2 separate regions of the Xenopus laevis genome follow, and region 2 is linked to region 1. A link is a contact called in public Hi-C data. All regions are on one chromosome and are shown on one strand. Each heading gives the region's core, a stretch centred on a gene start, on an enhancer-like site or on the middle of the called end of the contact. The rest is flanking DNA. Distances are from core to core; before and after follow the strand shown. Region 1 overlaps plcb1.S (1-phosphatidylinositol 4,5-bisphosphate phosphodiesterase beta-1). Region 2 overlaps plcb4.S (1-phosphatidylinositol 4,5-bisphosphate phosphodiesterase beta-4).

The links. Hi-C and Micro-C count contacts between places; a contact is called where the count stands out from the background.
Region 2: a contact with region 1 is called in a Hi-C map of the XTC cell line, with 3 times the contacts expected there. The contact joins two enhancer-like sites. A contact is called at or near these places in 2 of 4 Hi-C or Micro-C datasets (the XL177 cell line and the XTC cell line).

Annotation. Positions count from the first base shown.
Region 1 is chr5S:26,786,737-26,794,640 of Xenopus_laevis_v10.1, forward strand. It overlaps plcb1.S (1-phosphatidylinositol 4,5-bisphosphate phosphodiesterase beta-1), which reads left to right. Exons shown (of 32, transcript XM_041564338.1): 24 at 4,172-4,304; 25 at 5,201-5,254; 26 at 6,561-6,780. Among protein-coding and RNA genes, the nearest start is that of plcb4.S, 100 kb to the right of the region's middle. Within about 2 kb of position 4,290, at least 1 of the 7 cell types and tissues checked has an H3K27ac peak or open chromatin away from gene starts, as enhancers often do.
Region 2 is chr5S:26,978,415-26,986,318 of Xenopus_laevis_v10.1, forward strand. plcb4.S (1-phosphatidylinositol 4,5-bisphosphate phosphodiesterase beta-4) reads left to right here. Exons shown (of 41, transcript XM_018265087.2): 9 at 3,354-3,433; 10 at 6,833-6,886; 11 at 7,459-7,540. Among protein-coding and RNA genes, the nearest start is that of plcb4.S, 90 kb to the left of the region's middle. Within about 2 kb of position 2,682, at least 1 of the 7 cell types and tissues checked has an H3K27ac peak or open chromatin away from gene starts, as enhancers often do.

The sequences.
Region 1 (7,904 bases), core at 3,040-5,539:
AAGGTTCTGGTCCGACCAGCAGGTTTCATTCTCCTGAAGGTGGAAAGTAAATAAACGAGGTCAGTTAAGCAGAATAATGGATGCCTGGGTCTATTGACTTCCCTGGCCTTACTAATAATAAATAATACATTTTTCATAGTTTTTGTTTGTTCTGCCCAGGCACTTCAGAATTCTTCAGAATTCTTCAGAATTCTATATTTTTAGAACATTCTTGCACATGAAACACATTCATTCAACTGAATTCACTTTGCTGTAAATTATAAATGATGTGCTGATTAGTGACCTACATTTTCTTCATTCCGAATCTTTATCCGCAAGTAAAGTTAACTCGGAAAATAATGTTGGGTTGGTGTTCCTGTGGCTGTGGCTCTGAATGAGGGCACACACTTGTGTCTCCAAAGAGCAAAGTTATCTGGGGCATCAGCCGCCGGGGAAACTATTTCAGTAGCGAGAACATCGTCTTTGACCTGTATGTATTTGCAGAAAAGAACGGTGTTCAGTAGTCGTGGGACGCAGCTCATTGTTTTTTAGTTTATCAAGGGATGGAAAGAACTGGAGCATGTGGAATCTCAGAAAGATTGTGTGCCACGATGTGCCCTTCGCTGCCTATACCAGCAAAAGCAATGCCGATGGGTCAAACCAAGGCATTTTGTTATGGATTTCACGACAACATTTTCACATGTCAGAACTCCCAATCTAAGCAATAAAAGCAAAAATTTTGTTGTTCAAATGCCAGGTCCATAAAAACCTTATGCGTTTTGTGCCTCAAGGTGCCATGCTCTGAATCTTCGGCTAAGGGAAGCAGGGCACCATAGAAAGTGTAACTTGAGCAGGCACTCACTCACTCACACACACAAACTCACAGCATGCAGAATAAAGTCTAAAAAGCAAAACATAGTGTTCAAATAACAAGAGCCTTACACATTTTGTGCCATACCCCAAGCCTTTAGCTAAGGGGAGCGGGACACCATAGAACACATAAATAGGGCTGGCACTCAAAAACCGCCCAGCAAGCAGAATAAAGTCTAAAAAGCAAAAAATATGTTATTGTTCAGGTTACAAGAGCCTTGCACATTTTGTGCCACAAGGTGCGACACCCCAAACCTTCAACTAAGGGTAACAGGACACCACTCACAAAAAAGTATTTTATTGTTTAAAGAATACAGTATGTCCGTGAATAGCCTTATGCATTTTGTGTGAGGTGCCACGCAATAAAACCAGCTAAGGGGAGCTGAAGGGGAGCCACTCACAAATCCCCCCAAGGTGCTGAATGAAGTATAAAAGGCATAAAGTATATTATAGTCCAAATAACTGGTCCACAGAGAGCCTTAAGCAGGTCAGGGTGTTCACTTTGTGAACCAAAGTCTGTTTATTTAGAGATGCAGTAATCTCTCTGTGGAGAGTATGGCAGTGCCAGCATAATGGACATGTGCGTAGGGTGCAACGGTGCAGGGTGCTGAGCCTCTTCTGCCTGCATTCCCCTAGTCACTGCCAGGGGCATGCAAGGTGACAAACAGTGATGGGAGCCTGTCTTGGGTGCCCACACCTTTAGGCTCTAGGGCCTAACATTATTCCGTATGATAGATCCTGTGTCAGAGGGTCTTTTTTCTATTCCTGTGTCTGTTGCTTGTGACCTTCACCAAGTTCATTTATAATTCTGTGTCTCATGCACAAGAAATGTGACACACATATGTGTCCTGTACAGCAATCCAGAAAGCCAAAGGAAAAATTCCAGTTGAAGATGATTGTAATCCTCTTGAATGTTTGTTGTGTGAATCCTTTCCAGTTCAATCAATGGAGAGAAAGATTAAGGTATCATCTTAGTGTAAAATGTAGTGAACAAGTTGACCACTAGATGGCGCCGTATCTTTAAACCCATGTTAAGGAAAGCAAGTAGCGTAGGCCTTCCACCCTATTAAAGAGCATCCTATATAGCACCCAAAGAATGGCAGGGCTTACACTCTGTACTGGATGTCACTGTATAAGAAAGGCAAAAGAAAAAAAAAGGATCAAATAACTGGGTCACGGTGCCACAATGAGAATCACTGCATTAGGTGAATTTTCTTTCTTCGATGGTGCTTTATTAACTCTGCTTATTGGAGATTCAGTTTATACAAATGTACAAGGTGCTACAGAACGAATAAAGGGAATTGCAACTGAAACACAGAAAGAAATCTGCAGGTCTAACCCACAATCTGGAGTTAAGCAGCTGCTATAAACAATAAAAAGTCAATATTTGTACACAAAAAAGAAGAAGAAAGCTCACGGTTTGCCTTTAAAGACAATTCTTCCAAAAAATTAGGTGTTAGTACCACACTTTGACCAAAATATGTAAGCTCACGTACCACGTCAAGGCCTCTCATTGTCCTACACTATCCATTAGCATTCTAAGTATGTAGTGCATTTAAAATGAAGCAACCAATGTGACTAAGTAATAAGACCAGTTAACATACATCTATAAATCATTTTAAAGGCTGAACGTCATGTATAGGCAAAATTTGACTATGATTTGTACACAAAACATAGAAAGATAATTGCCAGCACTCGGTCTAACTCACAATCTGGAGTTGACTAGCTGCTATATATGATATATGCCAATATCTGTAAACAAAAAAAAAGAGAAAATTGCACTGGAATTGCAAGTCTGCTTGATGTCTCTAAGGGAAACTCCCTGGTGCACACACGGGGCTATGTGACATGTTTAAATCAAATTTCCATCCGGTGTCCTGCTTTCATATGTAGCGTAACAGCTGGAGAGCTGCAGACAAAATTTTCCCTTTATAAATATTTATTTAGGGGTTTTGCAAATAACCAGATAAAGGGAGTGGCTTGTGGTATCTGAGACCTTTGCACCTATAGGACCAGTGCTTCTGACAGATCCACAGATGTCCTATGAAATCCAAGCAATTTCTGCCCATGTGCATTCCACTCCATACATTGTTATACCCTTTCCGTCTCCACCCTGCTGGGGGGTAAATGTATATAGTTGAACCAAGAGAGCTGACATGTGTTAAAATTCAGTGCTGTAGTGTATGTACGGGGCTGTCAAATAGTGCACTCATAATGGTGCTTTATAGAGCAGGAGCTTGTAGGGAGGTGGTAGGGGCATCCCATAGATACATTCCTCTGTTGGTGGAGTAAAGTGTGTGTTTGGATTGGAAACCTGCTAGCATTGGATATAGGCACCAGTTGCTTAGGGCCATCAATGTAGGAGGGGGGTTGGTACCAGTGAGTCAGGTTGGTACTGGTGGTATATAAAGGCTGGAATGCATGTAGCGCCTGGAGTGAAATAAGTCCTATGGAGAAGGACAGACTTGGAATGAGACCCTCTTAGTTGGGGGAGAAGGAATAGTAGTGGAGTTTGGGGATAGTGCCAATTCCCAATTTACGGTACCCTGCCATGAGTTAAATCTATGAGTTAATTGTGCTGCGCCCATCCACAGTTATTTGTTGTGGCAACCAAATTGCTCAAAAATGGAGGAAGAAAATGCACTTTGATGAGAAAAAATGTGTTTTGATTTTTATAAACATGAAAGAAAGACAAGAAACACTTACAGACTTTATTTAACCCATACTACTACAGCGCATAACACCGGCACTGCTTAATCTGCCCTAGTCCTATACCAAATTTGTATTTGTTAGGACCATTTGAAAACAGATCTGAAAACAGATGTTTGGCCCCTGATCCGCACCAACCTGCAATATAAATATGGGTGGCTCCAGAAAGATCTGGGTTGGCTGAAAGGTCTGCTAATAATTCTCCAGCATAAATCAGATATACGACTTGATGTGACATATGATTTAGAAATGTTTGCTATGTGATTTATGCTACAGCGTATCCATGGCTTATAATTGTGGCGTAATTAGAGGTGTAAGACGGATGGTTAGGTGTTTAATCATGATGTACAAATGGTGTATTACTGCTACTTCAACCTAACATTTGTTTTCCTGCTGCAAAAACCCAACCATGCTGTGTGCCAGTCGTGAATGGCAAATTGCTGGAATGAGAGCGGGGGAAATGCGTCAGTGACTCATAACATGAGAGTGTTGGTTGCAGGTTTGGTTGAGAAATGCACAAACACATTTCTGAATATAAATAACTGGATAGTTGGATTGGTTTATAACAGTGGTGGTTTCTACTTTAATACACTTTTTTTGCTTCTTGTTGCAGGTAGAAGCCGGGGAGGCCCCATCAGAGGCAAACAGTGAGCCCAGGCCAGCTCCAGCAGAAAATGGCTTGAATCATGCTTCCACCCTCACCCCCAAGCCAACGTGCCCAACTGTACAGAGTCAGCCTGTTCCAGGTAAGGTGCTGCTCCATGTACTGTAAGGTGCTGCTCCAGGTAAGGTGCTGCATTAAAATTAAAAACCCTCAACTGGGCCAGCGGGGATCACTATTACACACTGGCTACCAAAAATAAACTACAACCAATGTATAATCCAGAGGCGTAAATACAGAGGAAGCAGACCCTGTGGTTGCAGGGGGGAACGGGAGATAATTTTGAGCAATTTCAATATATATCGGTAAAACAGGACAACCTCTGGATATTTTGGGGGTCCTAAAATATATTTGCTGTGGGGCCCAGTAACATCTAGTTACGCCACTGGTTTAAACGTTATCCATGCAAACCCATAGCCAGTAATCCTGCAGGACCCCAGGGCCAGGAATCGAGTCACTTTTCTTTCTGATTAGAATCACAAGACACCATGAAGGGTCTGTTGCATTTAAAGTGACTTTACATAGTCTGTGTTTCTAATTCAGTGTTATTCTTTTGATTCTTTAAGAGCCTGTCAGCATAGGAACTTTGTCCTACAGCTTTCCTTGCCCCTACTCACCTGCAATAGAAAGGCTACAATAAGGATGTGCATATTTCTTGTGTTGCCTTTAACCTGTCTATTTAGATGGCTCCTCTAATGGCCCCCTATTAGACATGTGCTTGTGCACTTGCATAATTCAAGGCCAAGTGTATTCAACAAATTGCAATGCACACAGAGACTTATTTGAACCCACCTGCCTCTCTGCCCTCACACTTTTCCGAGAGGTTTGCTTTGCTCACATGAGCAAAAAGAAAACAGTGGGATTGTTGGCTTTCACATTGGGCCTGTAGTTTTGTTCATGGTACTGAATGTTGCGAAAATGTGATGTAATACAATGCCGAGTTATGACATTGCCCGAACAATGTGCTCTTGTAACACCCAGGTTCTGTGAAGGTTCCTGCTAAAACAGAAGATCTCATATTAAGTGTCTTAACAGGTAAATGTACAATCATTGCTCTTGTTATTCAAATGCAAATCCCCTATATACCTAAGCATAATATGTTCATTTAAACACCATGCCATCTAAAGAGCATCAGGTTGTCCATCTGGGTTATATTCTTGACGATTCCCTTGAGGAACCTAAACCTCAACTGAATAAACCTTTTTTTTTCACCATTTCTAAAATTCCAAGAACGAGCCAATTAATTTTGGTTATTTGTGATTATTTCAACTCAACACTTCTGGGGTTTCTATCGTAACTATACGAGTGATGAGCGAATCTGAAAAATCTAAAAAATTTGTGAAACACAACGGGTGTCAACATTTTTTTACACAACAAATTTTTATACACACTACAAATGCAATAAAGTCAATGGATGTTTTTTTTTGTGCCAATTTTTTTGTCTAGGCGACTTTTTTGTTCTAATGGGCGTTTTTTTTTCTTATGGCGACTTTGTTGTCTCAGTGACAATTTTGTGGCTTTTTTATCACAGCAAAATCTTTCACGGTGGATTGTTGCCGTTTCGTGAAAAAAATTGCAGATGGCGAAATGCAGAAGTTTGTCACAAATCCACGCCTGCCGGAAAAATTCATTCATCGCTAAAAAATACCAATTTAACCCCCATGTATAATAAAAGCCACCAGGTTTGCCCAGGAGCAGTAACCCACGGCAACCAATCAAATGTTTAAGCTTTTAAACAGGTAACCAGTAAATGCTACCTGTGGATTGTTTGCTATGGGTTACTGCACCAAGACAGACATATTGCCTTTTATTAAAACCCCCCCAAGTTGTTAATTATGAACCATTTTATTTAAATCTACCTACCAGAAGAAATGTACCAGAATAAATACTTTGATTAACCATTATTAAGGTGACCATCGATATAAAGATCCGCTCGTTTGGGAATTTCACCAAACACCATATGTAGACAATAAGGGTGGTCTGATCGTGGGACCGCACCAACTAACAGATTCGGCCGTGATCCGACTGGATTTTTAGCCCTGCCCGATCGATATCTGCCCGACTTTTGGCCAGATATCGATCAGGGAAGCCCGTCGGAGGGCCCCACGCACAGGCCGATAAGCTGCCGACTCAGATCTGTCGGCAGATTTTATCGGCCGTGTATGGCTTTACTCTCCAACATTTGGGAAGTTCAAGTATCATTAATGGTTCATGAATATCATTTAATTAACTTACTTAAACGGGTGCATAGCTGTATTTTCTTGTGTTTTTCTCATGGCACAAGACAGGTGAATGGTTATTTCTATAAATATATAAATACCCACTCTTAAATGAATTGCAGAAGTGGAAGCCCAGACGATGGAGGAGCTGAAGCAGCAGAAAGCGTTTGTGAAGCTTCAGAAGAAACATTACAAAGAAATGAAGGACCTGGTCAAGAGGCACCACAAGAAAACCACCGATCTCATCAAGGAGCATACGGCCAAGTACAACGAGATTCAAAGCGATTACTTGAGGAGGAGGGCCGTTCTGGAAAAGACGGCAAAAAGGGATAGCAAAAAAAAGTATGTTCACCAGTATAAATGAAGGTTTTATTTAATTTTTGCCCAGACGCAGTAAGGACCACATGCCTTCCCATTCCTATCCCTTATAAATACAAAGCTGAGCTGCCGAACATAGACAGGGGCACATGGTGGGACTGCAATTTTGTAATTGGGCAGGAATGGGCACTAATGGTACCTATGTTCCTCCCCCGTCCTTCATGAATACATTGTTACCCCATGTATTTTTGGGTTGACTAAGATTGATGTGCAGAGGAGACCCCCATGTTTTGCCCCCATTCTTTGCACTCTGCCCTGCACTTAGTAAATGATGCCCCGTGTCTCATAAGGATCTTCATTTCTTACAACCCCCCTGAGTGTCTTACTGACTTTGTACCTCAGTAGCAGACAGCCAACAGTTTTAATTGGGTTGTGAACATTTATTAGAACATCAATTTCCTCTCTGCGTTCATTTCTAATAGATTTAAATGGGGTGGCGTTAGAACTAACCTGTAGCCCATCGGGGCATTAAAATCTAGACAATGATTATCAGAACCAACAGACAAATCAGCACAAACAAAAGCAAAGTGAATGAAACATCTAAATATTGATATATTGTACAGCTCATGATTAGAATGAAGGGTCGTCCATACTCTATAGTTTATCACTGACGGTGCGCAACATCCTTTATGGGAAATATCGAATGAAATATCAGATTGAACATTATTGAACTATACAATATATGTTTTGTGTGTAGCATTCTTTTATTGTGTATTAACCAATAATATTTGCTCTTATTCTGACACATCATTTGGTTATCGCTCTTGTTGCCGGGGGTTGAATAATGATCTTATGTGTAAATACAGTAACTAATGTGCATATTTAAACTCCCAGCTCTGATTAGTATTCTAATGGGAAATCTTTAGGTTAATGTTGCTGATCAAGAGTGTTTTCGTTATCTCTCATCTATTTCAACTTTGCAATTTGGGATTTGGGCCATGATGTGGAATTATAAATTGATCTGTTGTGCAAAACCTAAGAAGGATTACACCCAATGAAACATAAGCTAGTGGCAAAGATGATCCAACTGTGGTTTGGTCCCTTTGGTGGGAATTGATTTCTAAATTCTGCTGCTATTGCTAGCTCCC
Region 2 (7,904 bases), core at 1,432-3,931, 190 kb after region 1:
AAAAGAAGGGCTGGAGGGGTTGGAATGTATTTAAGGCATATCCAGCAACCCTTGAACCCTGCACCCACAACAGCTTCAGCCCTGCCCTTGAATCCCCACTTAACCTATAGACATTAGGAGTAGGTCCCCTTTACCCACTTACCCCACCCAAATTATCCCATGAACAGAACATCATAAATTAGGTTTAAAAAAGACACATGTCCATCAAGTTCAACCTTAAGTCTATATATAACCTGCCTAACTGCTAGTTGATCCAGAGGAAGGCGAAAACCCCATTTGAAGCCTCTCCAATTTGCCTTAGAGGGGTTAAAATTCCTTCCTAAATCTGCAATAGGACCAGTCCCTGGATCAACTTGTACTATGAGCTATCTTCCATAACCCTGTATTCCTTCCCTTGCTAAAAAGCCATCCAACTCCTTAAAGCTATCTAATGTATCAGCCTGTACCACTAATGCAGGAAGAATTGTACATCTTCACAGCTCTCACTGGAACAAACCCCTTCCCAAAACTGAGCCAAACCCCCTTTCTTCTAATCGGAATGGGTGCCCACGTGTGTGCTTTTGGCACTGCACGTTACATTTCTATGTTAATGTCCCAGCTGATTTGTGACTCTCTATCGACACCCAGCGGAGATCGGAACTTCAACAGCTCCCCTTCAGATACAGCAGATTTTATTAGGATTTACTGAAAGTTTGTGCAGCTTGTTTCATGCCAGGAGCAGAGAGCTTACACTGGCTTTATGGAGCTTGGATGTCAAATTAGTGAAAGTAATAACGTTTCCAAACAATGCTTCAATAGGTCTTTTCATTCTGAAAGGTTAAAGGTTTTATTGATGACGAGACCCCTTCTGGGATATTTGTCAGTCTAAAAAGAGACACATGTTAAAAGGAGGAATAATCATGTGCTGCAATTTCAGCTTGATAATTAATCACTGGGTACAAGGAAGTCCTGCCCTCCCCAAGCCTCTCTCACATAGAACATTGTTATAAAAATAGATAAGTCCCTAATGTTCTCTCCCAGACCTTCCTAAGGAATGGCATGGGGATAGGGGGCTTCTGTTATTCTGGGAATACACTAAGGAGTATATTTATAAAGCTTTAATGAATTATACCAAAAAGTGGTGAGAAAACTGCTAAAAGGAAAATGTCCCCCTTTTTGGCGCAAGCTCATTCCATTGGGATTATGTAGAAAGGGTGCATTCCTGTATGTAGGTATACAACTATAAATAGACTTTTTACACCGACATACCTGATTCCACATTCCTGATTGAAAGGAAACCATGACAGTGGCTCGAAGGAACCAATTTTCAACTTTCGACTCACAAAGTCCTGCAGCCCCTCCCCTTGTTCTTTTGTGAAAGGAAGGATTGTGGGAAGTTCCTCTCCCTGCAGAGAATCTGTGCAGCTCTCGCTATCAATAGAAACAAGATGAGGGAGAAGTTGTATTACACCTAAGTGGGCTGGGGAGCTGTTCCCTAAGAGCACAGTAGTGATGGGTGGACTGGCCCAAAACCTGGGGAACCCACGGAGGGGAGGCTCAGAGGATCATTTTTTTAGTGCACAGCAATCCCCACCCATTAGAGCGGCTATTCGTCATCAGCCCGCGCGCTCTTTGTACACTTGCACCTGCCCCTCCAGTGACATCAGAGACAAAGCAGGGGGCATAAAACGGCAGCACTCTGGGTCAGGCTGGGGGTGGTTTGGAGTTGACATACAGACTATTATAGCTGGATCTTTTGTGTATGTTTAACCAAATGCATATACAGTGTATCTATATCTGATAAATTCATATTATTCACCGTGTTACACAGGCGGTGGATGAGCTCATGTCAAAAAGGGTCTGTTTTTTCCCTCTTGTCCTCTGACATGGGGTTATATATAAATTATACTGCATATATGCATTAGTATGAGCCATGACTTTAGTTGCCCTGCAATCCTATCACAAGTTAACCAGTAACGTTCTGCTTTTTCCTGTGGTCAGATAAGAGGATTCTGTTCTCTTACACCTTTTAGATTGGAATGTCATCGCACGAAATGTGTCAGTGCCCATCTCTCTATTAAAGATGCAAACATCTTTAAAAAGCAGGTCTGGACTGTGAATTAAAATCGGCCCTGGCATTTCAGGTACACAGAGGCCCAATCAGCCCACACAGAGGCCCAAACAGCCCCCACCAGCCCACTAAATACTGAGTTTCTATGGCACCTTATAGCAATCCCTCTGGCATTTGCCAGAAACCATAGATTGCCAGTCCAGGCCTGGTCAAAAGAGCAATTGCCATGTCAATAATAAACATTTGGTGCCAGGGCTTGATGTGGGGTCAGGGCCAGCCAATTGCTCCTGCTCGTTAGGAATGTGAATGTGGCAATTAGAGGGAAAACAAGTAATTGAAATAGCACAAAGGTTCATGTTGTCCGTTCATTATTTCTGCATTTCTTCCCTGGTTTTATTTCTGCAATTCAGCCAAGTGTGAAATGGATTTATAATACGTGTGAATGGAGCCAATTTATTGGACAAACCTGCAAAGCAAATTGAAATCAAGTGTTTAGCACAAAGATGTCGATTGGGAAGAGGCCGGGCAGGGAGTTAAAGGAGAGCGAAAGTCACATGCAGATGCCCCTTCTCTTAGAGCCTATAATCAAACTGCTAGGTCTCTAGGGGGCCTGATTATTATCCCATCAGTCACATGGGCCCCTAGTTAGACTGACCACTAGCATTCCCACAGACAAGCACACAGCTGAATACTGATAGTACAAAAGGATTTGCATTTTGTATGGTTAATTGTTATTTAATGTAATTGTTGAAAGACAGTGGCGCAAGTTACCCCACATTTGTACCTTTGTTCTTGCAATCCATGTTCTTTGTGCTTTGCTTGCACACTGTGCATAACCAACAAAGTTTTCAGTGTTATCATTGTTTTCCAGATGATCAGTATTTCTGTACATTGTTATTCCTACTATTATTATCAATGACCCATTCCACAGCACTTTACAGAGATTATCAGACACATCAGCCCCTGCCCCAGCAGAGCTTACAATCACATTCAAATCATATGGTCAATGTTATCAGCCGTGGGGGGAATCCCACGCAAACTTCTTACTGTGTTTTTTATTCACTGACTGGCCTGAAAATAGAAGATAAATGTGTTAGTGAGCATTAGATGACACGTGTGTAAATATGTATTTATGCTGTAGTTTTAGTACTTTCTGTTGCCCAATGTGTACAAGAGATTTACAGAATAACTGCAGAGTATATTGTACCGTTTCCATTGTAAAGTAACATGTGAGCAGTCTGGCTTTGCCCGTATGTGTAGCGTATATTTCCTTATATGTTCCGTGTGTTTGTCTGTCTTTCAGCAATGGGTAGAAGGGCTAAAATCTATCACGCATAATTTTAGAGCCAACAACGTCAGTCCAATGACATGTCTCAAAAAACAGTAAGTGTCCTTTTTTTTGTGTCTTTTGTTTTCTGTTTGTTTTTACCATGTGAATTTCCAAGCTCGGTCTGTTTTCACAGCAAAAACTCTTATTCTTCTTATTCTGTTTTTACATATGATATGTGTTCACATGACTTTAAGTTTAATATATTTTATACATTATGGGAACTATAGTAGGCCGTGGGACTTTTGTGACTATTTTATAAATCTCTATATCTTAAAGATCTTAAAGGGGAGGTTGCCAAATGAGCAGATCTTTCCCCCATATGCCCACCTTTAATTGGGCTGATCTTATCAGTAGGCTCTAGGGCACAACAATCGGATCACAATGAAGGAGATATAGGCATTTGGAGTAAAGACTGCATCAACGAGCCATATATTCATTGGGGAAGCCCATCGGAGGGCCCCACAAATGAACCAATAAGCTGCCAAGTCTTGAATGAGCCAATTAGCTGCCAAGTGTTGAAGAACAAGCCTGAAAGCCTCTGCTTTAGGAATTTTCTATATCAGTATTTTTCAAGGTAATTAATAGGGTGTGCTGGAATTAACCCCTCTTGCCTGTTTATGTATATATGAAACAGGTGCAATTGTAGCATGTGCCTCAGGTCACTCCACGTTTTCAGCTGTTGAGGTAAAGGGTGTTACACATGTAAACCTGGTGTGGGTGTTCATTCTGTTGCATGTGTACACCTCTTGTTTCTGCTCAGTGTTCTACAATGACCCACCCTAAGCTCCTACATAAAGTGCCATTGAGTCAATAGGAGTGAACATGATGTTTTTGGTTCAGTGCCACCTTTTGGGATTCATAATTTTTTCAGCTCACTCCATTTAGCTGATATTACAAATACATTCATCTATCCAAGTAAAAATAGTTCATACAGAAGAATTTGTCCCACTTGTACAGGGGCTGCCTATAGTTTGGTAGCACTTTCTTAGGGCACATGTAGATACTTAGAATATAATGACACAAAATGACAACAAATTCCAGATATACAAAATATTTTCTAAAGATCCATTGTGACTGGTCCCGTACAATACCTGTGCCACAAAGGCCATGAAAGTCCCAACCCTGGCACAGTGCAGTTGAGCATCAGTTGAGTATCAGTTGAATATAATTAGTTGAAGAACGTTAAGGCAACATTGCATGGGCCAAGCTTGAATGCCTCCCACTTAATCAACCCATGAGCTGAAGAGACAGAGAGGGGCATGCACTAAAGTCTACATTATTTCCACCTTTGTTTCTTTTAACTGAAAATATATTGAACACGTTGTGTTTTTTGTTGAATGTATTTATTGGCAGCAGGAAAAGTTATAACTGATAGATTCATTTTCTGTTTTAACCTAATTCCAAACAAATTAAGCAGTTGACTGAAGAACAGAAAAGGAATTCAATGATTCCAACAGAAAAAACAACAATAACAATTTTATTAGCTGTAAAGCTCAGGTTGATTTCTGTTTGATGAAAATGTGTCTTTTTGTTAAATGATTGATGTAGCCTTGCAGCTTTCGCCATGAAGGAAAGGAAGGAACGGTTACCCCAAAAAGCAGCTTTCCTCTTCTTGTCTGACATGAAGGGGCAGGTTTAGCAAATGAAGAGCTGGGGAAAACTGATGGATTCCTAGAAGCTCCATATTTTTCTCATTTAAGTGCTGAACACTTTGGGTATCAGCACTTTTGTGAATCAATTGAGAATTGTCAATTTATCAAAGAAGATACATTGGAATATGTTTGGCTGAACAGATTCTGAGATGAACCCCTTAATCCGTGCTGCAAATGGCAAGTGCAGAAGCTAATGAGATTATCAATGCCAGGTAAACTGGACTTCTTATATGTGGAGGCCAGAGTCTTGTGCACCCCCTTCTTCAGTTTAGAAATGCAGTACAAAGTATTGATTGGCACACACATGCTGGAATAAATATATGTTGCTTGTAGATAGTGATGGGGTTGTAAAGGTCCAGGGTAATGTGTATTTATAAATGGCCTCCCCACCTTTCTGAACATCATGTGTATCTTCTCCTAGAATACAGATAGAAATCCATAGCTTTGAGAAAGAACTGCCCTCTATTCATATGATGGGGGCAGGGGTCTGACAAGTGGTGTAACTGATGTTTTTTTCTTTTTTACCCTGTAACTTAGCTATTGGGTAAATATGAGCCTCATTCTGAATGGCCTTCAGACTAAAAACAAACACCTACTAACTCAGCCGAGTGCTTTTATCACCCCCCGATCCGCAGCTAAATACAGAGAACATTCTTGTTATGCCAAGGACACTGATTCTTTCACAGAATAAACACTTTGGTCGGAAAACAATTATATGCCAATATTATAGTCTAATATAAATGTGGCATTTAAGGCTAAAGCAGCCATGTGCATTGTCACCTAGGGTTGCAATTCCTCATTTAAATGGATTTAAATCCCCCAAAAAAAGCTTTTTGTTTGTTGGTATTTTTTTAGATATAATTTTTATATTAGCTATCCAAGAATGTAGTTTGAAGGGGAAAATATGTGTTCAATTACCTCTTACAGACAACATGAATGATGGGACTGCACCTGCAGTCTGACCGCATTTTGCTCCTCGTAAAAAAAATCTGATTGGCATCTGGGGATGCCTCTATGCCTTACCTGCATGCCCCTTACGAATACAGAGCTACCAAATGTATTCTTGGGGTGAACACTGGTCTCTTTGCTCAGCTTTTGTTGCTTCAGGGTTTGCATGTATTTGTTATAATAGCAAGCTTCTAGGTCAGTGGTTTTTGGACATATTTGGTTCAGGCCTCGTATTGAGACCAGATATTTGGTCAGGGTCTTCCATAATAAGTTTACACACTTTTGAAAACAGCACATCATTCATTCAGCCACAGTTCCTAGAACATCTTGGCGAACAAATTATGTTCTCCTACAAAATTCACCCAAGTTGACTTTCACATTGGCCTTCAGAAGTATCTATGTAGGAGAGCAAATAGACATTCAACAAAAAATCTCACCCCAGCTACTCTTCAGGCTGGGTCCCTAAAAATCAAGGTTATAAATCCCGTCGGGAATTGGCAGCCCACAGTTTGGGAACCACTTCGTCAGGTGATGCTCAAGCCAAACCTCTTATACGTTATTGTCTCTTTCAGAAATATTACAAAGTGCTGCTCCTGTAGGGTTAACAAATGTGAGATACATTTTCTTCATAAATGCTATTAAGCTTTAGTATTGAACAAGTTGGGAAGTGGGAGAATCAGTTCCAGCCTCACAAAATTCTTTTTAATATGTTCTAGGCTGGGAGTTTGTGGAACATAAATCAAAACATAAATACGTTTGTATATAATTATAATCTTACAATTCATCCAAAAACCTCAAAATGTGTTATTAATTATATTAATTATACTTTTTTTCTCTTCCCCCCCCCCCAAGCTGGATGAAATTGAAGTTTTTAACAAACATCAGTGGAAAGATCCCAGTACGGAGGTAATTGAATGAAATGACAGTTGACAGTTGTGACTTGGAATGAGGGTAAATGTATTAAAAGTGTCAGTGGCATCCAAACAGCAACAGCACTTACTATCACATTGGTGGATAGATCATTTTAACTTGTGACTTCTATTATATTAACCCATGTAATTCCAGATAAGGGTCATGTAATACAAGGGGCAACATTTTCACCTGATCTACTTACCAATAGCATCTTATCATTTGTTACCCGGCATACAGGTTAATAGCAAAAGCTCCCTGCTGATTGGTTGCAAATATAGAAGGGCCGTTATACAAATTTGGAGCTTTTTAATAACTCAGTATGTGTATAATGGAAAAAAAGGCTGAAATGTGCAAGCATTCTTTGACACCACTATAGATAATAATATACAATATTATTATTACAACTTATTTTGTAAAATGATAATAAAATTGTATAAAATCGTCTAAAGATTCTTGCATGGTGGGCACTCTACTTGTGCTTCAGTTCTCTTGGCCTACAGATGCTTTTGGGCTCCTAGTGATCATTAGAACACCACGTTACTGAGATACTTCTTCTCTCCTTCTAGTATCACAAGAACATTTGCATCAGGCAAAACAGAAAAAGTCATCTTTCAAGCACTCAAAGAGTTAGGTCTCCCCAGTGGAAAGGTAAGTGTTGAAGTGTATGCACAATTATTGAACTGCTCTCGCATTGGTTGGGAATTCCAGCAAAGGACTCCTAAGGGTCACCTGTAGAGATACCTGTTGATATATCAGAAGATAAACTTGTAGAGATGGGGTGTGAATTCCCATTAGAGCTCTGCTTCAGTTTGTAGATGTCATATAGAGAAAAACGGGTTCTTGCAATCCCAATCTCCAGGGACTTCTGTTTTTGACCTTTAGTAGAGTAAACCTTTTTTCTTGGATTTGACCTTGGTTTTCAAAAGAGCCCAGTAGATATGGGTTCAATGCCCAGCCAGATATTGGTTTGGCAGCCTCAGTTTCAGCCTCATAAATAGGACAACGAGTTGCC